2 separate regions of the Mus musculus genome follow, and region 2 is linked to region 1. Evidence: chromatin contacts called from public Micro-C data. All regions are on one chromosome and are shown on one strand. Each heading gives the region's core, a stretch centred on a gene start, on an enhancer-like site or on the middle of the called end of the contact. The rest is flanking DNA. Distances are from core to core; before and after follow the strand shown. Region 1 overlaps Soga1 (suppressor of glucose, autophagy associated 1). Region 2 overlaps Ndrg3 (N-myc downstream regulated gene 3).

The links. Hi-C and Micro-C count contacts between places; a contact is called where the count stands out from the background.
Region 2: a Micro-C map of the G1E-ER4 cell line shows a contact between it and region 1, with 2.3 times the contacts expected there. The contact joins two enhancer-like sites. A contact is called at or near these places in 1 of 39 promoter capture datasets (the C10 cell line), 6 of 484 Hi-C or Micro-C datasets (the AML12 cell line, the C2C12 cell line, the G1E-ER4 cell line and 2 more), 5 of 115 datasets of contacts at active chromatin or transcription factors (double positive thymocytes, embryonic stem cells and oligodendrocyte precursor cells) and 4 of 9 other capture datasets (adipose tissue, embryonic stem cells, liver and 1 more).

What each region holds. Positions count from the first base shown.
Region 1 is chr2:157,024,138-157,030,064 of GRCm38.p6, forward strand. It overlaps Soga1 (suppressor of glucose, autophagy associated 1), which reads right to left. Exons shown (of 15, transcript NM_001164663.1): 10 at 5,343-5,510; 11 at 3,250-3,501. Among named protein-coding and RNA genes, the nearest start is that of Dsn1, 20 kb to the left of the region's middle. Within about 2 kb of position 3,389, at least 36 of the 459 cell types and tissues checked have an H3K27ac peak or open chromatin away from gene starts, as enhancers often do. A contact at or near this core is called in the G1E-ER4 cell line, where this site is marked.
Region 2 is chr2:156,927,486-156,933,412 of GRCm38.p6, forward strand. It overlaps Ndrg3 (N-myc downstream regulated gene 3), which reads right to left. Exons shown (of 16, transcript NM_013865.2): 14 at 3,945-3,980; 15 at 3,731-3,782; 16 at 1-1,396. The coding sequence ends at 1,215. Among named protein-coding and RNA genes, the nearest start is that of Sla2, 43 kb to the left of the region's middle. Within about 2 kb of position 2,291, at least 25 of the 459 cell types and tissues checked have an H3K27ac peak or open chromatin away from gene starts, as enhancers often do. A contact at or near this core is called in the G1E-ER4 cell line, where this site is marked.

The sequences.
Region 1 (5,927 bases), core at 2,139-4,638:
GCGGCAGACAAGCAGTAGCTATTTCACTCGGGGACCATGCTGCGAACCTGCTGAGTCCTGAGGTGTTCCCTGGAGTACCACAATTCCAGGGGGCCCATTTGCATGTGCTCATCAGCTCAATTAGTCCTCATAGCAGACATAGGAGCCAGTACAACTGAGATTATTTCCAAGTAGCAGGTGAGAGGATAAAGTCAACAGAAGGAGGGCCCAGATGTGGAGCAGTTCAGACAGCAGCTGAGATGACGGGCGCCGCATCACCACTTCGCTCCCACAGGGGACGACTCGCCCTAGTTCCCCACCCCCCGCCCCCCCAGCTTCCCCAGTGTTAGTAAGGCTCCCCCCACCCCAAACCCTTTCAGTTCTGAAAAAGCAAGTAGGCTTTGCCTTCCATTTCCCAGAGGTGCAATGAAGTCCTAAGCAACACCAGGACAGGCTGGCTACCTGTTTGCACCTGAACCCCCATCTCAAGCTCTGCTTACTTGGAACCCAATGTAAGACAAACAGAATGGGGGTGGGAGGGCAGCAACAAAAGTCATCTCAGCATGAATGAACAGCAATCACAGATGAAGATGTAAGCCAAGGCCCAGTGGGGGGAGGGGGGGGACCTAGGAGCAACGCACCATTCTTGTGGCTAGCTCTTTTATTCCCTTGGCTGTCCTGAGAGATAAGAAGATTGAACAGCCATCCTCCTTGTGTAGAGGAAGCCCAGAGATCAGAGGGGATTTGATTAGCGCTAGGAGCCCCTTTGTGGTAGTTTGAATAAAAATGAGACCCATAGGGGCTGGCGAGATGGCTCAGTGGTTAAGAGCACGGACTGCTCTTCCAAAAGTCCCGAGTTCAAATCCCAGCAACCACATGGTAGCTCACAACCATCCATAATGAAATCTGATGCCCTCTTCTGGAGTGTCTGAAGACAGCTACAGTGTACTTATACTTACATATAATAAATTAAAAAAAAAAAAAGAAAGACAAATATTTAAAAAAAAAAAAATGAGACCCATAGGCTTATAGGGAGTGGCACTATTAGGAGGCGTGGCCTCATTGGAGGAAGTGTGTCACTGGGGGGCGGGGCATTTGAACTTTCAAATGCTCAAGCCAGGCCCATTGTCACTCTCTCTTCGTGCTGCCTTTGGATCTGGATGTAGAACTCTCAGCCACCTCACCAGCACCAAGTCTGCCTGCAGGCCACCAAGCTGCTCAACATGACGAAAAGGGAGGAAACCTCTGGAACAGCCAACCAGCCCCGATTAAATGTTTCCTTTTAAGAGCTGCGATGGTCAAGGTGACTCTTCGTGGGGAAGAACACTGACTAAAGATACTCTTCCTATCTGTTGCTCTGCTGGTTGCTTGACCAAGCTGGTTTCATCTAGAGCACAGCTTATACAGATGTTGGGGCTGACCTCTGTCATCCTAGCTCAGGAGAACTGAGCATGCCAGGCTAGTCTGGGCCAAATATTGAGATATGTAGTCTCAAAACAAACAAACAAAGAAAGAAAGGACAGGGGGAAGGGAAAAAGGAGGAAGAAAATAAGAAATACAGGATGCAGCTTGGGCTTGAATGCAGGGAAACAAATCAGCATCAAAAGGTTGCAGGAGCCGAGCTAGGAAGTCAGCAAATTCCATAGGTGGGCGCTGCTGGGAAATTAAGCACAAGAGCGAGCACCCACGAGCTGGCAGGTCCCAGCGGTGTGCTCACACCTCATTCAGCAGGGCATTGATTTGGTTAATGATTTCCAAATCATTAAAAAATGATATTAAAAGTTGGGCAGTGGTGGTGCATGCCTACAATCCCAGCATTTGGGAGGCAGAGGCAGGAGGATCTCTGTGAGTTTGAAGTCAGCCCGGTCTACACACAGCAAATTCCAGGACACTTAGAGCTACACAGAGAAACCTTGTCTCAAAAAAAAAAAAACCAAAAAAAAAAAAAAAAGAATCTATCAGATGTTAGGGCTACAGAGATGGCTCAGCAGTTAAAAGCACTTGTTTCCAGAGGACTCAGGCTCAGTTCCCAGGACCCACACGGCAGCTCACAACCATCTATAACTGAGAAATCTGACACTAGCCAGAGAATATGAACAGGAATATGGTGTGTGTACATGTAAGTAAGCAAGCAAAACACGCATCTACATAAAAACAAGTAAATCTTTAAAAAAAAAAAATCCAACAGATGTGAGGAGCTGGCATGTTTCTGTCCTGTCATTAACAGGACATTTTGGCTCGTTCTTCTCTTCTGGGAAGTGGCCTTACAGGACTGAGAGGGTTTAAAATGGCGGGCTGACAAGACAAAGATGGTGGCTCTCAGGGGGATTAGGTGAGTCCAAAGACTGGAGAGTCATAAGAACTGGCAAGAAAGAAGCAAAGCGAGTCTGCGCACTGCACACAGACAGACAGACAGACACGAGAACAGTGGGGAAAGCCCCCTGAAGTTCTCTTTCTCTCACTCTCTATCCATGTGAGAGCCTGTGACTACAGCATTGTAAATACTGTTCACATATACACCTGTGCACAGGACAGTAGAGGGCTGCTTTCTGCTGGTGTGTTTGTTTGGTTTGGTTTTTTGAGACAAGGTTTCATGTAAACCAGGCTGGCTTCAAACTCACTAAGTAGCTGAGGGTGATGACCTTGAACCTCTAACCTTTCTGCCTTTACCTACCAAAAACTGACAGCCATGAGCTGCCACACATTGTTCCTGTGGTGCTGGGAATCCAGCCCAGGGCTTCATGCGTGCTAGGGCAGTGCTGTACCAACTGAGTGACGTCACCTGCTCCAAATCAAACATGGAGCCTGGACTCTGTCCACGCGGAATGAGTGGGAGTCAAACAGCAGTTAAACCGAGCAAGGCTCTCCTCGGAAGACAATGACTCAATTAGTGAAAACCAAACCAGACAGAGATCTCTCCACAGATGTATACCTGCAGAGCAAAGGGAGGGAGCCGGACGGAATAAGGATTTTGTAATACTTAGGTCTTGGTTTCCCATTCTGGTCTGAGGACTCTCGCTTTCCTATGGAAACCACTCTTGGCTCTTCCCTTTTGGGTCCTGGGTCTCGACAGGCCCCACCAATGGGCACAAGATCGACACCTGCTCAGTGAGAACTCGTGAGACAAGATCACTTCCTTATTGCAACTGCTAAGATGTAAGATGCGATCACCGAGGCTGCCATGTGGTGTGCTGGGAAGGGAAGGGCCCGACTCTGGCGGCTTCCCCTGTGCCCTGGGCTCCAGCTATCACTGCACCAGAGCCTCCTCACCTGACTGAGGCGGTTCTGCAGCTCCTTCACCTGCTGCTCCACCTGCTGCTTTTCTCCCTGCAGCCGCTCCACCAGCTGCAGCTTCTCCTGGCTCCAGTGGCGCTCGCTCAGCTGCAGCTGCCTCGTCAGCTCCATGACGGCGCTGTAGGACTCTGCCAGGAGGTGTTGCTGCTCCTCCCGCTCTCTCTGCAGTGCAGCCTTCCAGTCAGGCCCGGGCCTCTCACTGGCACCCTTCCCAGCCTTCAGCTCCATCTGCAGGAAGAAGCACCAGCTAGCTGGATAGTGGCAGGGGACACTGGCTCCAAACCCATACTGGGGAGGTCTTCAGGGACTCTCTGTGCTATGGACCCCTTTCTACATACAAGACTGACCCCGAACCCAATGTTCTCTTCCTAAGCCTCTGTAAGCAAAGCACCACTTCCTGTCCCTCACCGTGGCTCCAAGGGGCTAGATAAGCATTCCACATCCTGCTACAAAAGGGAGAGCCCCGGCTACTGATAACCAAACATTTATCAGTTCTTACCAGGAGCACCAGCTTCCACGGGTGGAAGACATTCTTTATTCCCCACTGCTACCCCTTGAAAGCTGGGCCTCACCTTGTCCCAGAGGCCCTGCACAGGGAGATGTACACACAGTCACATAATACGCTGGCGCAGGAATGGTCCAGCATATTTTTCTCAGCCTCGACCTCATCATGGGGAGGCAGGAAAGAAACATACAGCCTCAAGACTCACTGCCCATGGATCTAGAACGCTGATCCTTATGAGGCTGGTCCGAGAGCCAGAGCTCCTGGGACGGCTGGGCCTGGGGAGCAGTGAGGGGCAGCGGGGAACGCTGGAAGAAGATGGATACCCACAGGGTGAGGAAGAGCGCAGGGCTCAGGGAAACTCAAGGAGTCTCCACACACCAGGCGAGGGTGGAAATGCACCCATGGGAACAAGAAGGTCAGAAGCCTGGGGGGCAAGAGCAAGCCTGCTACTTAATACCTAGGAGAGAAACCTAACTCCTCTGGGCCTGCTTGGCCATCTGGCCAGCAGAGACCTTCAGCATGCCTGTCTCCCATGGCCACAGATGGCAAGGAAGGCACCCGGAAGCCAAGATGTGCTGGAGGCGGCCAGGGGCCCAGTCCAGAGAAGCAGAGACAGCATTTCTACCTTCCTATTTGTCAGATCAGAGTGGGGAAACAACTTGCCCCCAGGCACACAGCAGATGCCAGCCCCCTGGGGATGCTGGTGAGAGCGCTGTTAGTCAGGCTGGGTGGCTGTGAGGGGAGACCCAATTTGAGTATGAGGAACACATTAGAGCCAGGTAGCAGGGGCTGGGAGTCCTTAGGAAGAAAGAAGAAAACAAATGAGGGTGGCAGCCAGCAGAGCCCAGACAGGAGTGTGCAGCCTGTTACCAAGTACAGGTGTGAGGGCAGAGGACGCCCTCGTGAGTCAGGTCCTGAGCTTATGTGTACTCTTGAAATGGGTACAGTCACGTCACAGATACCTGGCGACCGTGGGACCCAGGGAGACATGGCAAAGCCATTTGTCCCACCAGGGTGAGACTCAGAGGGAAACGGCAAAGCCTTCCTCTGTGTGTGGGCGATGTTATTAGTGTATGAAGATGTCCGCCACAGCAGCCCCCTCCAACATTCGCAGCCTGGAGACAGCTCCCCTACAGAGCGCTCCTGCTCAGATTTGCTGAGCTTGTCCCCTGATACTGTGGTACACCATAATCCCCACCACCCGGGTTATCTGCATTAATGACCACCAACTTCATGGTAAATAGGCTGAGTTTCCAGAGCTCCATAGAGAGTCCAGATCGCCTGATCCCAGCTATCTGTGTATCCTTGTGTCTGTCTGTCTTTTCTTCACCCTCTCAACACCCTAGTCCGGTCTATTAGGAGCCATGCAGGATATGACGCGCAGGCTGGCGTGGAAGCGTTCTGTGAGTCCACAGTGCAGCCTACATTCCTGTCAATCTCTCTGGGGCACACGGTGAGGTGCAGGGGACCCTGTGCATCCTTAGCATCCTCCTCCGAGACCTGCCTGTCTAGAGCTGGGCCGGGAAAAAGGAAGGGACCGTCCCTAACAAGCAGGGAGGCTTACCTGCGAGGCGTGGCCCTTGAGCTCTGCACGCTCTGTCTCCCAGGTGGCCTTGGCCTTTGCGAACTGCTGCTGAAGTTCAGTCAGACCCCGACGCTCGTCCTGGAGCAGCCAGCACAGCTCCTTCAGGGTGACCTTCATGTCGGCCAGGGTCTTGATGCACTCATTAGGCTGCCGGCAGAGTAAGGCCTGGTCAGGAACTTTATGAAGGCAGAAAGGGCAGCCCTGGCATAGCAGACTCACCCAGGAGTCCAGCTGGGGCCCTACCAGCTCCAGAGAGCTCTCCTCAGGTCCTCTCACCAGTAAAATGGGGCTGAAGGCCTGTCCTAAATAGCTCAGCTGAGCAGCAAGTCTCATACACAATGAAGTCTATTCCAGGAGCAGCTACTCTGCCCAAACGCAGAGAAACAACCTCACCTAGGCTTAGCGGGCTCCAGGCTGCAGGTCTCTCCTCTCTGACTGATGTCCCTCAAATGGCGCCAGACTGGATCCCAAACCTCTTTCCTGGTGCCTTTCACACTGCTCGCCCTCACTCTAGCTCACTATAGAACCCTAGGGGGTGACTCCACCGCCCTCTCCAACCTGTGG
Region 2 (5,927 bases), core at 1,041-3,540, 98 kb before region 1:
CTCACATCTGGATACTTCCAGAGTCCTTGTGTGTGGCAGCTTCCTCCCAGAGGGTCTCCCTGGCTGGTATGACCCCTCATCAACATCAGACAGGGGGGCAAAAATATTTCTACCTGGACAGGGCTGCCCTGAGTTTGTCCCCTTCCCTCTGATAAAGGGACATTACATGCTTAAGACCTTCCTAGAAAGTCACCTTCAAGGTGTCTTGGCTTCCATTTTGTCATCTGACATCATGATGGTGTGCTAATGGTCCTTCCTCTTCCCCAGTAAGATCCCCACCATCGATGGCATTTTTAAATATCACTCCATTTTTTCTGGAACTGAGGGATGGAGAACCGCTCTGCATCAGACATCCTGCAGATGCGTGGGTGTCTGGTAAGTGGAATCAGACGCTACAGGGACAGAGCACTTTCTCTCTGCAGAGTGAAGCCTGGCGCTCTGTTTTCCAGCTTTCTTGGCTAATCTAGAGCTTAGGCCAGTTCTCTGGAGAAAACACTGTGGTGTACCAGACATCATTCACAGGCTTCAGATCTATCCCTCTGACTCACACAATGGCAGGGATGGATCCACGTGGACAGGGGAGGTGACTGCCACCCTGCCTGCCTATCTGTGTAATAGTTATCCCTTCTACTGGTCAAGGCAGTCAATGGCCCACACAGTAACTACAGTTTTGCATATTCCTCAGACCTGCTCTCTCCTGAAATCACTCTGCAAATACTGTTTGTTGTCCAAGTGGAACCAAAATCCAATCTTGTGGCCCAACCCACCCAGATATCCACTCTGCATATTTCCCTTAAAAAAATGCCACTGAGGATTCAAAAAAAGTCCCTTTGCAGAAGCACTACAAGAAAGCATGTCTAAAGTCACAGAAGTATGCACACACAGACACAGACACGCGTGCTCGCACACACATGGAGTTGGGAATTAAAGAATCTCATCAGATACATATTTGAGGGAGCATAGGGAAAGGCTGGCAAGAGAAGATATGGAGGTCAGGTCAGATGGAGATGTTGGAATGTTACAGTAATGGCATGGGTGTGGCTCTGGTACACACAGAAAGGGTGGAGAGAATGACACTCTCGGCTACTAGAGAGAGATGCTGTGGCCATGCGTGAGTGAAAGGAAGTGGGGGCCAGCTGACGGAATGAAATGTTCTATTACGGAGTGGTCATTTCAAGGAGAGGGACTTGCATGGTCCAGGGGAGGAGATCTGCTTAGCAAGACACTTCCATGGTCTGGTGTCTGTCCAGGACATCAGGGGACTCACAGGATTCTTGAGTTCCATCTGACTGATTGCTGGTCACAGACCTGCTAAAGGGACTTTCTCCAGAGCCAATGCTACTTGAGGTGGAGTGGGTTCGTGATCGGGCGAGCCGGGTCATGCTGGCAGATGGTACTGTAACAAAGAACCAAGAGGTCAGGAGGAGGAGCCTGGTGGAGCTCAGATACTCTACAAGGTTCAGCAAAGATGTTCCCTTTCCCAGCCCCCCTAAGATGGTGCCCAGGGTGACATAAGGTCCCCCCACTCTGCACTCTCTGCTGCAGCTGAGTGACTGTATGTAAGGCTGCCTTGACCCTCTGCATCTGTATTCTCCTCAGAGTCTCCTTTAGAGTGGGATGGGAAACCCTACAGAGTAGAGCCTCTTAGCTGTGCCCACGCCATTCATACAGTGATTAGGAGGTGGCTTTGGGAACAGACACTGGTCACCAAAACCTGCAGTGCATGCAAGACTAAACCAAAGAAAGAACAACAAACCACACAAGTAGGAAGGTATTTCACAAACACAGTGCAAGCCCGATACAACAAGACTACCATCCGTGTCCACAGGCTACTGTTGCCCTCTGGGTGGGAGACACGGATGGGGAGAGGGGAGAGAAGGTGTTTTGGAGCTGATCTCTACACAGGGATGAGGTAGAGGTGGTTGGGTTCAGGGACTGAGAGGGGAGGGACTCTAGGGATGTTTAATTTAGACTCCTTTTTTGCTACTGTTACTACTTTGACCGTAAGATCCTTTCAGTATTAGCACGGCCTGCACAGGGCCTTACTGGAAATGACTCACTATCTATTATTCTAGATCATCAGTCATTTCCCTGTTGTCTGTTCGTTACTGGGATCAAAGGATACCATTATCTGCTCACAGATGCTAGTCTTCCTCGTCAAGGATTAGCAAACAGGTGGTTGTGGTGGCAGTGAGAGAGGGGCCCTCCCTGCTGAGCTTTTGCTGGGGCTGTCACCCTGGCTGAGGGGGAGAGGCTGCCTGGGCAGTTCTATGGAATCCTCTTTTCTTCCAGGGAGTAGGCCTGCTCTGTCGGGTTAACTCAGAACACACTGAGCCCTGTTCTATCGGGCTCTCACTGTACAGGGAAACCGCGGACATGCGGCAGGCAGCCAATGCAGCAGGAAGAGCAGAGTTGGGAGGCGGGCAGGGCCAGCACAAGAAGGTACCTGACTCGCTGCTGAGGTGACTGAGCTGCACATACGGGACTGGAAGCAGGATGGACACAGGAAAAGGCAGGTTAGTGACCCACAAGGACTAAGTGACAACCTTGGCTGCCTAGATGATGCTAACAGGATATTTGGCCAGGAATGAACGTTTCTGTCAAGGTCCCAGAGAAGAGTCTGATGTAAGCACTTTAATGCCACGACTCTCAACAGACCAGGGAACCTATTCCACCCTCATCCTATACAGTCACCCTACCCTGGACTAGGACCCAGCTGCATCGTCAGTATTTTTGGGAAAGGATGAGAACAGGCAAGGAGGGGACTCTTCCTCCTGATGAGCCAGAGGGCTGTGTGTGGGCTCGGTTGGTAGCAGCTCACAGACGGGGACAACATAGCCACTCTAGACAAGACACACATGATCTTCCTGTCAACTACAGTTCTGAACCCAGGGCCCAACTTCTGAGGCAGCTCTCAATGGTCACCATCCAATGGACAAAGATGGAAATACTGTCTGCTAGGTAGAGTTCTGTACTGGGGTTAAAACCCTTGAGAAGTATAAATTTCTGTGACAAATGAGAAAGCTCAGGGGTCTGAGAGGTTAGAACCCAACACGGCAGCACATGACATACACACATGTGTGGACATACACTGCCAGCTCATCTCTTGGCAGAACAGATTTTACTAATGACACTCTTCTTTCTTCTTGGAGTTTCTACTTTGTTTCTGTGGGCACGAAGTACATCTGCTGGGTTCAGATGTACCGCATGCTCTGACTCACGGCTAAGGCAGTCAAAGCCTCAGTGGTTAAGATGTGAGCCTGGAGTCAAGACGTTGAAGGGTCAGCCATGGCTATGCTGTTTACTGGCTGCCCTAGGAGGCATGCTCAACATTCTTGAGCCTCAGCGTGCTCAGTGCCACTTCTTAAAGACAAGTATGGTAGCACATACCTTTAATCCCAGCACTTGGGAAGCAGAGGCAGCTGGATCACTGAGTTCGAGGCCAGCCTGGTCTACAGAGTCAGAGTTCCAGGTCAGCTAGGGCTACACAGATACCCAGTCTCAAGGAACAAAAGAAAAGAAACCAACAAAATCAGTTTTAGTCTGAGGACATTTAGCTGTCAGCCTAACTTAAACACATGCACAGATGGACGACCGCTCTGTATTCTGTTGTTCTCTACCTGAAGGCTGACAAGCACACGGGGCATGTCCTCACAACTGTGGCCTCCTAGATGTAAACTTACCCTAGTACCTATACATTTATAATAAATAGAAAACGTATACTACTCACTGTAGCCCATTCCCTGCAAAAAGTACTTGAAGGCCTCGGTGAGCTTCCCAGGCTACAGGGACAAACAAAGACGGCATTAATTTCTGCATAGGTAGCGAGGTAGCAGTGTGTGTGTGTGTGTGTGTGTCTGTGTGTCTGTGTGTGTGTGTGTGTCTGTGTGTGTGTGTCTGTGTGTGTGTAACTGTGTAACTATTATGAACACTTCCTTACTTACCTGAACTACTTGGGGCAGTCCTCCACAGTCTGCCATCTAGAAGAGGAAGAACACCTAAGTCAGTGGACCTCCGCTGAGGGGAGTGCCCTCACCATCCCAAGCCCAAAGGGCAGGGCTTAATGGTAGGCTCCTTGATGCTTAACTGCATCATCTTTGGATCACTTCAGTGTGCTCTATGCCTTGACATTGGCAATACCTGAGAGGGACACTCAGGCTGCCCATCCACAGGATGCTAAGGCCTGGCTTTCAGGCCTCTCTTTGGGCTGACAGTGTTGCCAGCTACACCATTCACCCTGGCCTTGCTTGTACCCAAAGAAACTAATCGCTCAGTCCTTCACTTTAGCCTGAGTACCTGGACACAGGTTTGTGTCACCATGTCTGCTTTCTAGTCCCCTTCATCTCTTTATTGTCCTTACTCTATGACAAAGGGTATGATGTCATCAGGAGAGGAGAACTGTCCGGCCCCTCCCCACCTTCCCCAGCTGGATCTTCGGTGCTGCTCTTCACCTTTGAAGGGTTTTCATCGGGCTAGTGTGTACTGGAATCGCCTGTTAAATCCTGACTCTTGGATTCTATCTCGAGGGTTCTGACTGAATAGGTGTGCAATGAGGCCAGAGAACTAGCATTTCTAACTCGGTGACAGAGGTGTAGCATCTGCCAGTCTGTACTTAGCACTGTTTGCAGTGCGTTTTGGCCAGACAGAAACCAACATCCTCTTTTCAGATGATATGACCTGACCTCAGAGAGGGGCTATTCCGCTGACTTGCCTCAATTTAAAGGAATATGAAAGGACTGGAGAGATGGCTCAGTAATTAGAGCATGTTTTGTTCTTCTAGAAGACCAGGGTTTGATCCCCAGCACCCATATGGCAGTTCTAAAGGATTTGCCACCTTTTTTTGACCTTCTTGGACACCACCAGTCCAGTCAAGCACATGATGCACACACACACACACACACACACACACACACACACACACACACACACACACTCAAACATACACTTGCAGGCAAAATAGTCATATAGATATATAATGTATATATATATATATATATATGTATATATATATATATATATATATACACATACACACACACATACATTATATAGTATATAACACACACACACACACATATATTCATTGATGGAATTAAAACCCTTTAAATGGGAGCCATTATTTAAGACAGAAGGATGTCACAAAAGGCATTAGAATTTGAGAAAAACAAGCCTGAGAAACAACCACGTAATCTGACAAATATAAAATGGAACAAACTAGTGTGGCTGGGGACTTTTGCAAAGTTTAGAAGCTAAAAACTAGTTAGAAGTAAGACACTGCTGCATGGGGCCTTAACTGGGGCAAGTCCAGGTTACATAGTGAATTCCAGGCAAGTTGTGAACCACATAGGGGAGCTACTGTGTCTTAAAAAGAAGAAGAAAAGAAGACGTAGAAAAGGAAGAGGAAGATGAGGAGGAAGAGAAGGGGCCATAAGACTCTGCCCTGCCTAGGGAAGCTAAAGGCAGTGGAGGGCTGGTGAGAGGACGTCATCACCTTCAGTGGACAGCTCCACACCATGCCCATGGGAATGGTCTCCTTCAAGGGTAGTGTGCACTCTTAACCAATGAGCCTTTTCTCCAGCCCCCATTAGTTCTTATTACATTTTAAAGTTGCATTTATTTAATTTGTGTGTGTTTATGCACGTCATGCTTGGTGGTGTGTGTGTGCCTGCATGTGTATGTGCGCGTGCTTGTGTGTGGACAAAGATGATAACTGGTGGGAGTCAATTCTCTTCGCCGTCAACTCAGGCTGTCAGGGCTGTGAGGTATGGCAGTGAGCACCTTTACTTGCTGAGCCATCTAGGTGGTCCAGTGTTTTGTGAAACTGGGTCTTATGTAGCCTGAACTTTCCATCCAGCTGAGAATGGACTTCGACTCCTGATTTTTTTTTTTTTACCTCCCAAGCAGTTTGTTTGTTTGTTTGTTTGTTT